Regions from separate parts of the Mus musculus genome. Here all the other regions are linked to region 1. Evidence: chromatin contacts called from public HiChIP or PLAC-seq data. All regions are on one chromosome and are shown on one strand. Each heading gives the region's core, a stretch centred on a gene start, on an enhancer-like site or on the middle of the called end of the contact. The rest is flanking DNA. Distances are from core to core; before and after follow the strand shown.

The links. HiChIP or PLAC-seq counts read pairs in DNA pulled down with a chosen protein or histone mark.
Region 2: a contact with region 1 is called in an H3K27ac HiChIP or PLAC-seq map of differentiating embryonic stem cells, with 8 times the contacts expected there. The contact joins two enhancer-like sites. A contact is called at or near these places in 1 of 39 promoter capture datasets (trophoblast stem cells), 2 of 15 datasets of contacts at CTCF or cohesin (large pre-B cells and pro-B cells), 2 of 484 Hi-C or Micro-C datasets (embryonic stem cells and nephron progenitors), 6 of 115 datasets of contacts at active chromatin or transcription factors (differentiating embryonic stem cells, embryonic stem cells and large pre-B cells) and 2 of 9 other capture datasets (embryonic stem cells and embryonic trunk).
Region 3: a CTCF HiChIP or PLAC-seq map of the NIH/3T3 cell line shows a contact between it and region 1, with 6 read pairs. The contact joins two enhancer-like sites. A contact is called at or near these places in 1 of 15 datasets of contacts at CTCF or cohesin (the NIH/3T3 cell line), 1 of 484 Hi-C or Micro-C datasets (cranial neural crest), 7 of 115 datasets of contacts at active chromatin or transcription factors (differentiating embryonic stem cells, embryonic basal ganglia, embryonic stem cells and 1 more) and 1 of 9 other capture datasets (embryonic stem cells).

Annotation. Positions count from the first base shown.
Region 1 is chr12:109,956,545-109,961,391 of GRCm38.p6, forward strand. No RefSeq gene overlaps it. Among named protein-coding and RNA genes, the nearest start is that of Gm34554, 37 kb to the left of the region's middle. Within about 2 kb of position 1,992, at least 31 of the 459 cell types and tissues checked have an H3K27ac peak or open chromatin away from gene starts, as enhancers often do. A contact at or near this core is called in the NIH/3T3 cell line and differentiating embryonic stem cells, where this site is marked.
Region 2 is chr12:109,030,551-109,035,397 of GRCm38.p6, forward strand. It overlaps Begain (brain-enriched guanylate kinase-associated), which reads right to left. Exons shown (of 7, transcript NM_001163175.1): 6 at 4,778-4,847; 7 at 1,632-3,801. The coding sequence ends at 2,434. Among named protein-coding and RNA genes, the nearest start is that of Gm52002, 13 kb to the right of the region's middle. Within about 2 kb of position 2,966, at least 20 of the 459 cell types and tissues checked have an H3K27ac peak or open chromatin away from gene starts, as enhancers often do. A contact at or near this core is called in differentiating embryonic stem cells, where this site is marked.
Region 3 is chr12:109,415,290-109,420,136 of GRCm38.p6, forward strand. No RefSeq gene overlaps it. Among named protein-coding and RNA genes, the nearest start is that of Dlk1, 36 kb to the right of the region's middle. Within about 2 kb of position 2,707, at least 98 of the 459 cell types and tissues checked have an H3K27ac peak or open chromatin away from gene starts, as enhancers often do. A contact at or near this core is called in the NIH/3T3 cell line, where this site is marked.

The sequences.
Region 1 (4,847 bases), core at 742-3,241:
CTGCTCAAAGGTGGTGCTCTTTATTCCTCCAGCCCAGAACATCCACACTGAATCCATCCTCAGGTTCCAAGCGAGGTCATTGCCTCCCACGTGGAAGATTCCAGGTAAACACGGGTTGAGTTATCACCATTGACTGTGTGTCTGCTGTCCTGGCTGAACTAAGATGGAAACTGTGGGCAGCTGGGTGTTCTGCCCACCAAACTTCTCAGCAATGTGGGAAGCACCACCCCACGCCAGCCCTCCAGGCCACCCCACAGGGCAGTAAACACTGTGGCCAGACTTCTGGGCGGAAGCCACCAAGCACACAGAGGAAGCCGGCTTGTGAGGAGGCTTTGAAAATGAACTGTTCAAAACAAGACTTGGGGCCTGGAGGTGGCTGAATTGGTGACGTGCAGGCCACACAAGCTTGAGGAGCTGAATGCTGTAAGAAGCCAGGCAGTGTGTACCTGCCACCCCAGCAGAGGAAACGAGAGGATCCCGGGGGCTCACCAGCCAGCCAGGCTAGCGGACCTGGGAGCTCCAGGCCAATGAGAGACCCTTGTCTCCAAAATTAAGGTGGGAAAGTGACTGAGAAAGCATTTGACATTGACCTTTGGCCTACACACACACACACACACATACATACATACACATAAACATACAAACACATGAACACACGCATGAACACATACACACATGAATATGCACACACAAACACATGAACACACACACACACACACACACACACACACACACACGCATGAACATGCACATACATGCAAACACACAAACACATGAACACCCACACACACAGGAGAGGGTAGGGCAGCTGTACAGGCAGCATAAGGGGACAGGGACAGTGGCCTTGGTACATCCATGCTATTGCTCTTGCTGTTGCCCCTGGCTTGCTCTGAGACTCATGGGAAACAGCTCACTCAGCCTAGAAGTGAGGGAGAGTTGTGCTTCCATGTCAGAAAACCTTGGCAGCTTCAGAGTAGCTGGCAAAGCCCAGGAGACACGCGGAGGAGCTCTCTGAGGAGCTGAGGCAAAAAACAAAACAAAACAAAACAAAACAAAAAAACCCAGCTACTGATGTGTAATGACTGCGGGGCCTCCTCAGGAATGTCTCCCCTAACACCCCCTTTTGCTGCCACCTTCCCTCACATGGCTTGTTCTTCTCTCTCTCTCTCTCTCTCTCTGTGTGTGTGTGTGTGTGTCTGTGTGTGTGTGATTGTTTGCAACAGCAGACAGGTGGACACCTCCTAAGGAAAGCCACAGGCTACCCACATGTTCCACCCTGTCCCTTCTGTGTGTGCCAAGCCACAGGGCATCTCTTCTCTCTGAGCCCACCCTGCCTGGGACTGAATACTGAAGAAGACAGGGGGCAGTATCTCAGAGCCCAGATGAGCCTCCTGCCAGGTGGATCCATTGTCTCAGGCTGGGGAGCGGGGGCGTCTAGAACAGGAGCATCAGTGGGAGAGCACCAGGGACCTTGGGACAGGGTAGGGAGACTGAATGCAGATAGATGGCCACTGGGTGCTCATGCCTAAACACCTGGAACTCTCCAGGAATTTGCATACATTCTCTCCCTGCAGACTCTCAAGGGTTCAGGCATGCCCCATTCCACAGAAGAGGAGATTTGCAGAAAGCAAGAGCCCTGCCTGCAGTGAGGCCCACTGTGAGCTAAGTACAGGACACAGGAGAGTGTTAGGCATTGGCCCTAGGAGGTCTGGAATCTGCAGGGGAAGGACATGGGGGACATTGATGCAGGGGTGGGCCTCCTAAGGTCCTCGAGATTTGAGTGCCACCCAGTGTGTATGCAGAAGGGGCGTAGAGGAAGAACAGGGAAACCATTCCTAATTTTCTGTGTGTCCCTGGGTAAGTCACTACCTGTCTCAGGGCCTTGGTTTTGCCATTTGTAAAATGGGTACTGGGACTGGCTAGGATGGAAGACTTCCTGGCACTGCAGTCTAGCAAGGGGGACAGTCAGTGCAGCATAACCCATCCCAGGGCCAAAGCTGAGGCTGAGCGACCTTGATGGAATGTGGAGCACCCTCAAAGCGGCACTGGACACTGGGCTCAGTTTTGGAGATAAAGAAGTAGGCTGGGTAAATTAATCTGAGCCTGTGCGTGCGTGCGTGCGTGCGTGTGTGCGTGCGTGCGTGTGTGTGTGTGTGTGTGTGTGTGTGTGTGTGTGTGTTGGGAGAGAAAGAGATGGAGGGGGGAGTCCAGATGGGTGTGGCTCTGGACATTAGGAGAAAGCCCAGAGTCCAGCACTACCTTGATCCTCACTCACTGTGAGTAAGAGTCTGGTATGCACAGCTCCCTGCCGCAGGGCCTCTGGCGGGAGGAGGGTGGATCCCTGCCAGGTCTCCTGGCTAGCACTGCCCCCCAGTGGCCGTCCTCCGTGCCCAAGGGCCTGGGGCTAGAGTAGATGGTAAACCAATCACAGGGCTCCACTTACCACCCAGGCAGGAGCGCATTTACCCTCTGGGAAAATGAAAACATTTCTGGCCTGAGACCTCCAGACCCACGGAGTTTCGGTCAGCTTGCAAACGGACACTCCACCCTGCCTAGGGGAGAGAGGGGCCGCCTCCGGTACCATACCACCAGGAGCTCAAAGAAAATGACCAGCACCCCAAAGTCCTCCACCTGAAGATACCTCTGCTCTGCCACCAGCTCTTGGTGGCCTCTGCTAAGTCATGCCCTGGCAATAGTTCTCAGTCATTTCCTGAGGGGTGTCAGAGCTCAGAAGCAACATCTTGTGAGCTTAGCACTTCAGGGTCTGATGGTAAGGACCCAGGAGCTGTGTCAAGTGACTTCTCAGCATTCCCCCATGGAGGGACACCCTCGGGCCTCCTCTAACACTGAGGTGAACTAGAGGGGGGAACCCAAACTGAAGCCTCCAAGATTTCCAGAAGCAGGAACCCACCATGTAGCAGTGGGGGCTAAAGGCCAATTCCCACCCAATGGGGCACTTTGTCAGGATCACTGGGGATGAGGGAGTTTTGGGAGCAAAGAGCTTGGCAGTGAGAAGTGGAGGGACCCTCATGGTCAGAGATGCAACAGAGGATGGGGTCAACAGGTAGGGAGAGTTTTCAATGGCTGGTCAGAAGTCAGCCTCCTTTCTGGATTCCTGAGTGGCATGTCAGGTGTCCAGTTATATGCAACTTCCTGATAAGCAGTCATGTTTGGAACATGCTAGCACTAAACACTAGAACCCACACTAACTAGTGATCTGCATTGTTATTTGTTAGATCTGACAGCGATGCTAAGCTTATCTTTCCTTGTTGTGGGGCTTGCCTCTGCTCAGGGCAAACCTCCCTTCTCAGGTTGTTGGGTCTAAAGGGTCTGGAGAGCCCATTGCCTGGATCCTGCAGATGACCTCAGTCTGCAAGGCCATCCAAATGAGAGGGAGTGTCAGCTCAGACCCTGGCCATCTGTTGTGTGTGAGGAGCTGGCCCCTCAGGTGTTTGGTGTGGATATTCCCTTCTATTAGGTCCAAATAGGGAAGGCTTAAAGAGCACTCCGGGGTCTCTGCTTCCTTAGTGAATCTTAGATCTTACCTCCTGGGTGTTGCTCCAGGTCCTTCAGGTAACCCCATATCTCTGCCCCCCACCCCCCACCCCATGCCAACAGGAAAAAAGTCCATTTGGTGGTTACATCCTAGGGCAGCTGCCTGAGTTCGAGACCCCAGACCTGGAGTGGTGAGCCTATGCACTTGCATGCAGCCAGCACGCCCTTGGAAAGAAGATCGATGGACAGCCTCTCCTGGGGACAGAGGTGCACAGCAGGAGGGATGGTCATCTCCCTTGTCTACTGATACACTCGCAGAACCTGGTAGGCCCCGAGGCACACCCTGATGCTCTCCCTGTCTCCTAACCCCACCACGGCCTCCACAAAGAGTTCCCAGTCTAGCAGGGTATTGTCAGGTCAGGGTTGCTCATGGAGGACAAGAGAGATTGCTTCACACTCTCCTGAGGCAGGCCTTGGGCAGTGGGATTTTCCCTCACTGCTTCTAGACTCAGGGAAAGGCACAACAAGAAACCTCTGTGGCCTCTGACTTGATCAGTCTCAGGGATCAGAAGAAGAAGGGGTAGAGGGGGAACGGCATGGCAGCCAAAAGAACCCCAGGGTCACCATGAGGCCTGTGGAGCAGGCCAGAAAGCCCATGTGCATAGGAGCAGAGGGTCTTGTGGTCTTCATCACAGCTCACTGCAAAGCTCAGTCACACTACAGAAGAGATTACTCTAAGGACACATTCATGCATGAATGAAAACCTGCGTTCCATCCCTAGAACCCATTCGAAAAGTACAGCTCTGGTGGCAAACACCCTTGTAATGCCTGCCCTGGAGGAGTGAGAAAATCCCTAGGGCTCGCCAACCAGCAGCCTGACTAAATCAGTGGGCTCCATGTTCACAAGCAACATGAATGACTCCTGAGAACAGTGTTCAAGATTGGTGTCTGGCCTCCACGCTCGTGTTCACAAATGTGCATGCACACACTTATACATGCACACGAACACACATGCCTTCCACATGTGTGTGCACACAACACACACACACACACACACACAGATATTCAAAGACAGAGAGGGAGGAGGGAGGGAGGGAGGGAGGGGAGAAAGGAGGAAGAGAGGGACAGAGAAAGAGAAGGAGGGAGAGATAGATATGTAAATAAATTAAATACTACAGAACATCTTGCAGACAAGTAGGTAAATGTGAACACAATATCTGTGTCTTAGTTAAAATAGTCATCACATCACAGCGAGGAAGCATAACTGTGACACACGCTGTGATGCAGATGTCCTTTTCCTCCTAGGCCAGCAGCCCAGGACACAGGGGACTTTGTGGCATATTCTGGGACCA
Region 2 (4,847 bases), core at 1,716-4,215, 930 kb before region 1:
AAGCACGGAGAAAGATGAACCTGGAGTGTGGGTTCTCCCTCCACCCGCCCTCCCCGGCCCAACTCACCCCATCCCACTTTCACATCTGCAATCTGCAGCATCAAAGCAGAGGGATCCTGGGAGCAGAGCTGCCTTGTCTAGAGATGCCTGTACACGTTGGACCCACTCCTGTCTTGCTCTCCGAGTCAGGTTGTGACTTTCATCTGAGTTGTACTAACACACATCCCCCGACCCCCACCCCCACCCCCGCAGGGTGGCCATGGCCCTCCGTGTCTTGCTGAGGAGGCTCCTTCTTAAAGGGCACAGAGGCATGGCAGGACCACCTGTCCCTGAAGCCTGCATCCTTGATTCCTTTCACTGTCTCCCAAATGGCTCTCCATACTCCACCAACCCAGCTGGACTCCATACAGGAGGTTGCCAACCATCTAGAAGGCCCAGGAAAGGGCCAGTGTCCTCTGGATAGAAAGAAAGGGGGAAATTAGCCCTGCCTCTGGTGATAGCCAACCAGTGGGAGTGTGGCCATGCACTTCCTATTGGGGTCTCGGGGGAGGGGCTATGGGTTGTTCCCAATGGTTGAGCATGGACATTGTTGTAGACTAGGCAGGGTCTGAATGGACTCCTGAGAGGGTGGTCTGTGAATGAGGGGTCCCCTACCAGGCTTCACCTGGTAATCTGGGCATATGGGGACTGGCAGGAGCTACTGTCCCCTATGACAACAGGTATGGGCACAGAACATTGGAAACTAGTGGCCCCAGGGCTCTCTTGTCAGAGAGGCACCAGAGAGCACGGACTGTTTTAGAATGTCCTGCTGTCATCTACCTGGGCCTTTGCTGGAGTTCGCTCGTGAACTCCTGTGCATCCTTCAGTAGCTGGTATGAGCTTCTCCTGACCCCATCTCCTCTCTCCTCTAGGACAGTGAGAACTCTCCCTGATTTGGAGTCTATGAGGCCCTTTATCCTTAAAGTTCTGAGCCTAGCATTACATCTGTCTCCCTCTCTCCCAGCTTCTTGGGGGTGGGTGGGGCAGGGCCAGCATGGGGCTGGCTGGATGGCTCTAACACAGGGGACAAAAGGAAATCATGAGACCTCAACCCAGAGATCTGGGGAGAGGGATGCACAGCCTGGGGGTTCTGCGCAACAGCAACCCAGTGCTCTGATGGCTGCTAGCTTTGAAGGCCAAGGCAGAGCTGCGGGGCACGGAGCTTCAAGGCACAGAGCTGCGGGGCATGGAGCTGGGATGAGGTAGTTCTCAACAGGAAAGGGCCATGGGTGTCCACAGGAGGCAAATGGAGAACCCTTCTGCAGGAAGGAGCCACCGTCCTAGGCCTTGTTGAAAACCCCACAGTTCATTTTCAGGGTTTGAATGGCCGTGTGTCAGATAGCCAGGCACACAGAGAAACGGGGTGACATGAGCAGGAAGCAAAGACACAGGCCTGCGTCTGTGTCTGGCTTGCATGAACTGGAAGGCAAGCTGTGTAGACCCCTGCAGGGTGAGTCACAAGTAGAGAGACACAGCAGTGCCATCAGAGGACAGTGTTGGTGGCTCTGCCAACAGGGTCCAGTGAGGGACACCAAGGCCCCTTCTTCAGTACTGGTTAATGATGCCCGGAAAGAAACAATGCAAACCTGGGCTCTTTCCACTGCTGTCCTTTATTAAGGAGTTCGAGATACAGTACTAAGAGACTGGCATGCATCACAGAAGACAGGTTCACAGGGGTGGGAGGAGGGAGGAGCCTCATGTCTGAGGTAGAGTCAGGTGGTGTCGGGAGGGGAAGGGGAGGAACGAGCACCGGCTGTTCTGGGGGTGTCCCTGGCCTCTCTTGGGCCCACAGGCCGGGCCATGGAAAAGCTCAGGGTGGATCAGGGCGGAGTGCTGGCTGCACTGTGAGACGAGAGCAGAAGACATTTTCTGCGCCCTAAGTGGCTTTGGTTCCCCTCCTCAGTGTACAGAACTTCCCACTTGTTCCCTTGTTTCTGGCTTCTCCCCTCTTGTGGAGACTGGTCCCTCTAGGGTCCCAGCCTCCCCTTCCCTGGGGCAGGCCCCATGCACCCTCACTGGAAATGAAGGACCTTCATGTGGGGTTTGCCAAGGCTGCCACCCAGAATCTAGCGGCAAGTGCGTGAAGAAACACTCTCTTTCCCTAAAAAAATAGCTTCACTTACAAAACAGGGGATGCTCACTTCAGGGAAGGGTGCAGAGCAGAAATATTCGGGGTTTGTAGCAGAGGCTGGGGGGTCTGTAGCAGAGGCTGGGGTGGACAAGACGACGCGCCAGAGGGGGTCTCTTCAGGTTCTACTGGGGTGGTAGTAGGAGGGTCAGGCGAAACTGGAACTGGACTTCCTTGGCAGGGGTTGGGACGAGGGGGTGGGGTTAGCTACTCCCTATATGGGGCAGGGTGGTAGGGAGCGCCTGACTGCAGTCTGCTGATAGCAGTCAGTTGAGCAGGGTACCGTAGAGCTGGGCTTTAGTGAGACTGTCCTTACGGCTCAGCCCAGAGCCTCCAGTCCTTGGGAAGGCCTGCTGGGGGCTGAGGCGAGTGGGAGGGTGCATTTCAGGAGAGGCCTCCATGGAGCTAGGCTCCAGGGACTCGCGGGAGCCATGCTCGGGCTCCGGGCTACTGCCAGCCCCACACAGCTGCACCCTGAGCCTATCTCCATCCCCATCACTGGCTGCATAGCCAGCGAGCGCATCAGCCGAACGACTGGGACTGAGGCTCAGATCGCCACCTGCTCGGAGGAAGCAGGGCTCGGCCAGATGACCCTGAGACAGGTCATCGCCCTCCGAGAAACTATCGGCCTTGTAGGTGGCATAGAGGGGACTGGCACGGCCCTCGGCCTTGTCGCCGGGGCTGCCGCCGCCAGCGGCGCCCCCGCCGCCGCCGCCGCCGTAGTAACGTTCCGAGTAGTTGCAGGGCGAGGCAGCGCGGCCGGCAGCGGCGCCGGCCTGGTAGGAGTAGGCGCCCACATCCTCCACGCTCACGGGCCGCCACTGGCCTCGAATGTCCTCCCCGGCAAGCCGGTTCCCGCTCGGCTTGGCCCGCAGGCTCCACAGGTTTGGAGGCATGAGAGCCTGCTGGGGGCCGGGGGAGGCCGGGTAGCGGTAGGGCTCGGCCGGGTACGGAGACACAGTCCGAGCAAAGCCTGGGGCGACCTGGGCCTCCAGCGGGGAGCCCAGGGTGGACGCGGCCTTGGCGAAGCGAGGGCCGCTGCCGTAGGTGGCGGAGGGCTTGCGGTTGAAGAACTCGTCGCGGCTGCTCAGGTAGATGGCCTGCTGCGAGGCGGTCAGCGTGCCGGCCTGCGCGTGCTCCTTCTCCTCGGACGTGGCGCTGAAGCTGGAGTAGGAGCTGGAGGTGGGCAGCGAGGCCGCGTAGCCCTGGTAGGCCTCCCGACGGTAGGCCTCCGGGAAGGCCGCCGCCTCGGCCTCTTCCTCCTCCTCCGCCGCGCTGTCGGTGGAATTCTGCGCCCGCAGGAAGCCCACGTCGGTCACCGGCGTGTCCACGCTGGGTCGCCGGGCGTGCTCCCGCTCGTCGGGGCAGTAGAGAGCTGGGTCGCTGCAGTAGATGTCTCCCTTGTACGGGGGCCGCGGGCCCGACTTCTCCACTCCGTCGCGGTAGCCCAGGTCGCGGGCCGAGGCATCCGACATGCGCGAGGACAGGCTGCCCGGGTCCGGCTTCTCCAGCACTTTGGCGATGACGCAGGTGGGCACGCTGTCGGCGTAGGCCGGATGGCACAGTGCGGACGGCAGGCTGCAGCCATGCTTCTCCATGTGCAGGCTCACGCGCTGTTGGAAGTCCGAGGGCAGCTGGAACGGGCGTGAGGAGGAGAGGAGAATGGGGACAGGTCATAGCAAAGGGGCCCAACCCTGGCCCCGAGGCCAGGGCTACACCAGCATCGCCGACAGAGACGGACAGACAGACAGACAGACAACAGGCCTCCCTAGGTGTCTCACCTCACACCAGCGGGAACAAACTTAACCCCCAAGGACGAAGATGTCCCCAGCACCTGTACCCGTCCTACCCCAAGGGGCCCAACAGTCTAGAGAAGCTGGACCCTAGCTAGGCTCCAGACCAGCACCCTTTCTGGGTCCTGCCTAGGGAGGGGGTGACTTGTTTCTGCCAGATGACAGTGTGGGACCTCCTCCCCCATGCATTGCTGAACAAGACAGACTCAGAAAACAGATGCAACAAAGATTGAGCGGCCAGTGCTAGGCCAAGGGTCTCCACGGAGTGCCTGTGGCAGGTAGGGGGTGTCCCGCTACTGTTTGATCTATTTTGTGAGTGTCGAAGGTTTGGCCTGGCCTAGGGAACAGGGTCGTGGAAAGTGGTCTAGGTAGGATATTCCTTGTGCATGTGTGGTGGGAGAAACAGTCTGGCCAGAATGGTCACAGATGGGCAGGGTGGGCTCTGTCTAGTTTAGTTGGATACCAGGCAGCCTAGACTTGGACTCTGTGCCTTCAATAAGGCCTGTCCTTCATGTCGGTTTCATGTCTCTAATCGTGACCAGGCCCCATGGTGGCTTGGTGGGGCGCACACATGGGGTAACCCTCAAATGAAACAGCTGTGTGTAGCCCAAGGGTGGGTCTGGGAAGTGTGGAATGGGGGGGGGGGCTCCTTTCACCATCAGGAAGCCGGGACCCAGGTGCACGAGGGACGAGGGTTCAGGCTCACCGGGTAGCTTCTTCCTGGAGGGTGGGGAGAGGCTTCGGGGTGGGGTGGCCCCAAAGGAGCCGGGTGGTCCTGGGACGGGGCGGGCCTGGCTGTGGGGCGGGGCCACGTTACCTCGGACACCTTATGGACCCTGCCGTAGGTCTGGCTGCACTGCAGCAGCTGGGCCGCTAGATTGCAGTCC
Region 3 (4,847 bases), core at 1,457-3,956, 540 kb before region 1:
TCTTACTTGGTATTTGAGTGAAGACCCAAGAGACCCTCCCAGAGTCAATGTTGCATGGGTGAGACCCTGAGAGACTCAGTGTTGGGTGAGATACCAAAAAGGTTCAGTGTTCTGAGAGGCACCAAGAGATTCAACATTAAGTGAATGCAACCCTCGAAAACTCCATGTTGAGTGGGTGAGACCCCCATGTTGATTAACACCCCAGGAGAGTCGATGTTGAGTGTGAGAGACCCTGAGAGACTCACTGTTGAATTAGACCTCAAAAGACTCAAGTTTGTGTAAAGGTAGGTCCTGAGAGATTCAAGGAGGTGTGTGTGCAACTTCAAGAAACTAGATGGGATGTAAGACCCAACTAAAACCCTAGAACTCCAGTGTTGTGTGGATAAGACCTCAAGACATTGCGTTCTGTGTGAGCAAGGCCCTCCACATTCAGTCACACTAGGATAAGAATTCACAGGTAAGGAATTATGATTTAAAGCTTCTATGGAGAAAGAAAATCTATCCATGATGAAGCCACACTCCCACTGTGGGCAGCCCTTCCTCTTTCTCTCCCTGGGCACTTAGGATGAGCCGACATTCAGAGAGATAGCAGAGAACTGTCAGGGACAAGGCCTGTGCATGTGGGTGCATTGCACACCTGAAATTCCCATAGCCAGTCAGTGAACTTGGCATGACAAGACTCAAAGGCAGGGAACAAATCCAGCTAGAGCTGTGAGTGCTGTGGGCCAAAGGGCAGCTCAATGAAAAGAACACAAAGTAGACGTGTCTGGCAGGGGTCGCCCACCTCGCACCTCTCCCCTTCTGTCACGATTGGCTTAACCACTTGAAGCTCCCATCCCTGTCTCAAAGGCAGAAGGAGGGAGAGCGTCACCCAGGCTGCGCTCAGACTTGTGGGTCTGGCTCAGGCTTTCCCACTGCCAGGTGTTCTCTGATCCCCTCTAGGTCCCTCCCAGAGCCTTGAAGGGACCAAACCCTATGTCCCCTGCTCTACTTGAGCCTCCTTTCTAGGCCTGTCAGAGTCAGGGCTCATGGCAAGTGAAGGAGGAGCTGTGAGCATAAGGAGGGGCTGTCCTAGCGCTACTTGGAGTCCTGGGCCTCCCAACTTACTCCCTCCATGCTGGTGGTACCACTGATCCCACTGCAACCCCTCCAAACTCTAAAACTTCTTAACCAGAAGTGGGGACATGCTGGGTTCTTCTTGCTAAATCCAGACAGCCTCCAGGTGGCAGCCATCTTCTCCTGGTCCTGGGGTCCTGACTGACTATTGTTCCTGTCTGACCATGACCTCCATGTCTTGGGTGGGCTATCATCATCCTGAGACCTTGGGGGGAAAACATGACCCAAGCTGCTGTAAAGGCCACCTTCCTGGACCTGACCCTTGGAAAGGAGAATGGATTAACCTCAAGGGAGAGCCGATTTTCTTTGTGTATGTAGCTCAGGGATGGACAGGGGGCACCAGGCAGGAATATCCTGCGTCTTCGCTTTCCCCACATCTCCAGCAATTCAGGAGAGGCCTACAAAACAATGGGAGGAGAGCCAGGCAATCCAATCCGGCCCCGGGTTTCTGCAACATTCTAAACATGATCTCAGAGGACTTAGGTGACCCCCTAGAGAATGGAGGGAGGCCAAGAAATGTCAGAGCTGGGTGTGTTGGAGTTACAGTGAGGAGGGTAAGGGACAGGTAGAGAATCCTGGAATCTGTCAACTGCAGACAAGTCTAAGCTCCTTGTCAGCTAGAAGGAATGAAGAGCTGACTCTCCCTCTTGTCCTTCTCCCCACCCTGGGGACAGGCTCCAGACAGGTGAAGACATTTTCCACTGGCCCTCCTGTGACCTTACAGCAGCTTTCCTGAATACCCCCCAGCCCTCCCCAGAAACCCCATCCTGGCTCCACATGCAGCCTTGGGGACATCTGGAGAGACGGGGTTGACCTCCCCCTCTGGTTCATACATTATTGCCTTTGTCCTCTGTCTCATCCCTGCTAAGGCCATGTCCTCTGTCTCACAGGCCCCTCTCGCTCTGGTCCCCATGCCACAGTGACAATGAGCCAGGAATGCCACTTCCTCGGGATCCAACCCTGGGCTTCAAGCTGAGGCTTCTCCTCCCTACAGTTCTGCCTGCACGCCCCTCCACGGCCAGGCGGCCTCACCTTACTAGGCCCACGTGGCCTGTTTTCCCTGGGTGTCCCTCATGTGGGAGCTGTCTCTCTCCACAAGACCCCACGGCCAGTCTAGGTCTAGGCAGGGCTCCACTGGGAGCCCCAGGGAGGGGGGCGATCAGCAAAGGGCTGTGAGCACATGAAGGAATGAGAGCACGTGAATCCAGGAAGGAGGGGACTATGGCGCCTCAAAGGGTGTGGGCTGCTCTCCCCTCTCCTCTTGGAGACAACACTGCTCTGTGTGCAATCTGCTTTCCAGGCCCCTCTCCCCCTTCAGAGCAGAAGGCCAATGGGGCCTCCCTCCCCAACGTGCACCAAGGCCAAAGCTCTGGGCGTCTACCTTGCCTGCTGTCAGCGTGGGCATGACTTATGTGGCTGCTTGGCCCCTGCTCCTCCGGTATGGGGGGATTAATCACCCTGTCTCTGGAGGGGGGGCGGTGATGTTGGGCCAGAGAAACAAGGAAGGGGCTGCCTGTGTGCGTGGTGAGGCACTGAGCAAACCTTGAAACGGATGGAATGGCTGCAGGCAGGGGCCCTGGGCCCCCAGGAGGCCCCTCCGCCCCCTTGGCAGAGCAGACTGCATCAATATTCCACAGGCAGGGCTGGTGAGGCCCTGACTGACTCACACTGGCTGACTAATCTGAAAGTAAGCTGTTTCTACTGCAAGTGGGAAGCTCAGGGAATCTTAAAAACCAAGGGATGGAGCCCTGACTCGCGTTCTAGAATTTTCCTCTTGCTAGGGAGCTGCTCAGCCCCTGCTTGTGTCACATCTTTGGATTGTCCCTCTGTCATGTATCCCTGGGGAAACCGTGGCCAAACTTGGACTGGGGGGGGGGGGCTGCTGGACCCTATTAAATCAAATTCATAGAGCAATGGGGACAACAAGACAAGCAAGACAGTCCCCAAAGGATGTTCCCACAAGCGACACTCAGTGGCACATGACACAGGCCTGGGAGACAGGTCTGTGAGCCAGGATAGGCATGAAGTCTTCTCTAAGTGTGGTAAGCTGCAGGCATTGTTCCTTCTAGGCCCAGGACTCACTGTGTAAAGGGCAGGGCTAGCTCTCAAGCTACAGAGGGGGTGATCCAGAGGCACAGAGAGTGGAGGTAATGCACACAAGGCCACACAGCTGCTAAGGGTAGGTAGAATGGAGACTGGAATTCAGGGTGTTTGCTGCCACCACCATCAGCTTTCCCAGTCTAGCTCACCACACCCCACATTAAAGAGAGGTGTGGAACAAGGTCTTTCAGGCTTGAGCCGGTAATGCTGTGTGCACGCGTGCCCATGAATGTTCACGTGTGTTTGAGTGCCTGGGTGTGCGTCTTATGTGAAGGTCGGAGGTGGAGCTCAGTGACATTTCTCACTGTCTGTGTAAATACCGTCTCAGTGTCTGTGAGGTGCTGCCTGTCCACTTTGAGGTGTAAGATAGGGATCTCTTACTCAGCCTGAAGATGTCTCATTAAGACTAAGCTATGTGGCTGCTGAGCATCATCTCCTGGGCCCCGGAATGACAAGCATGCACTGATGGCTTTTAAATAAAGATTTATTCATTTTCATGGCGTCTTGGGTAGCTCACTCAAGTGAAAGGTGCCTCCAGGCCCTAAGGTGACAGTTTCCCTCTACTCTTGGCCACAGAATGAGAAGGTGGGGTAGGGAAGCTGAGACTCTTCAGACGTAAGTTCATAGGCTATGGAGGCCAGTGTCTTTCACCCACTGCAAATCGTTGGCAAACCAAGGTGACTGTGCCTCAGTTTACCCCAGAACGTGGGAATCCTAATAACAGCAGCTACTGTTTTGTTTATTTTTATTGCTTTTTTTTTTTTTCTGCACATGTTTACGAGGGTGCCTGCATGTGTGGAACCCAGAGGTTGGCGCCGCTGGGTATCTTCCTCGATCGCTGTCTTTACTCAAAATAAGACACGGCTTCACACAGAATCCGGAGCTCATGGATTCCACCAGGCTGGCTGGCCACTACCTCAGAAGATGTCTCAGTCTCCACCACTCCAGTGCTGGGGTGACATTCATGCGTCACAATGTCTGAGTTTTACATGGGTGTTGGGAATCTGAATTCAGGTCCTTATGATAGCATGGGAGACAGTTCACCCAGTGAGCTCTCCTTGCTAATAGTGTGTCCCTAAATGGGTCTCTGTACACATTATCATCACCATCCTCTCTCTGTCTCTCTGTCTCTCTGTCTCTCTGCCTATCTCTCTCTCTCTCTCTTTCTCTCTCTCTCTCTCTCTCTCTTTCTCTCTGAGACACAGTTGCCATGTAGCTCAGGCTGGCCTCCATATTGCTACCTAGCCAAGAGCAATACTGACCTTGTGATCCTTCTGCCTCAGCTTTTGGGTGCTGAGGCTACAGACCTGCACAGTTTGTGCAGAGCTGGGTACTGAACCCAGACTTTAAGCACCTATCCAGTGGGCTGTATTCCCAGCCTCACCAGCAATCCAATGCTCCCATTGAACCCTCTTCTTCAAAGGTGAATGTGATGCACACATGGACCAAGGTAAGTGAGGACTTGGGCATGGCTTAGGGGAGGCACCTGAGGACGCCATTTGACCATAGCGTCTCTGTTCTTCCCGAGCTGGCTGTGTGTTTTAGGGCAAGCGTCTCAGCCTCTCTGAGACCCAGAAGCTTCCTACAAAAAGGGATGATATCAGGCACCGTATTTCCTGGGAAACTTGGAA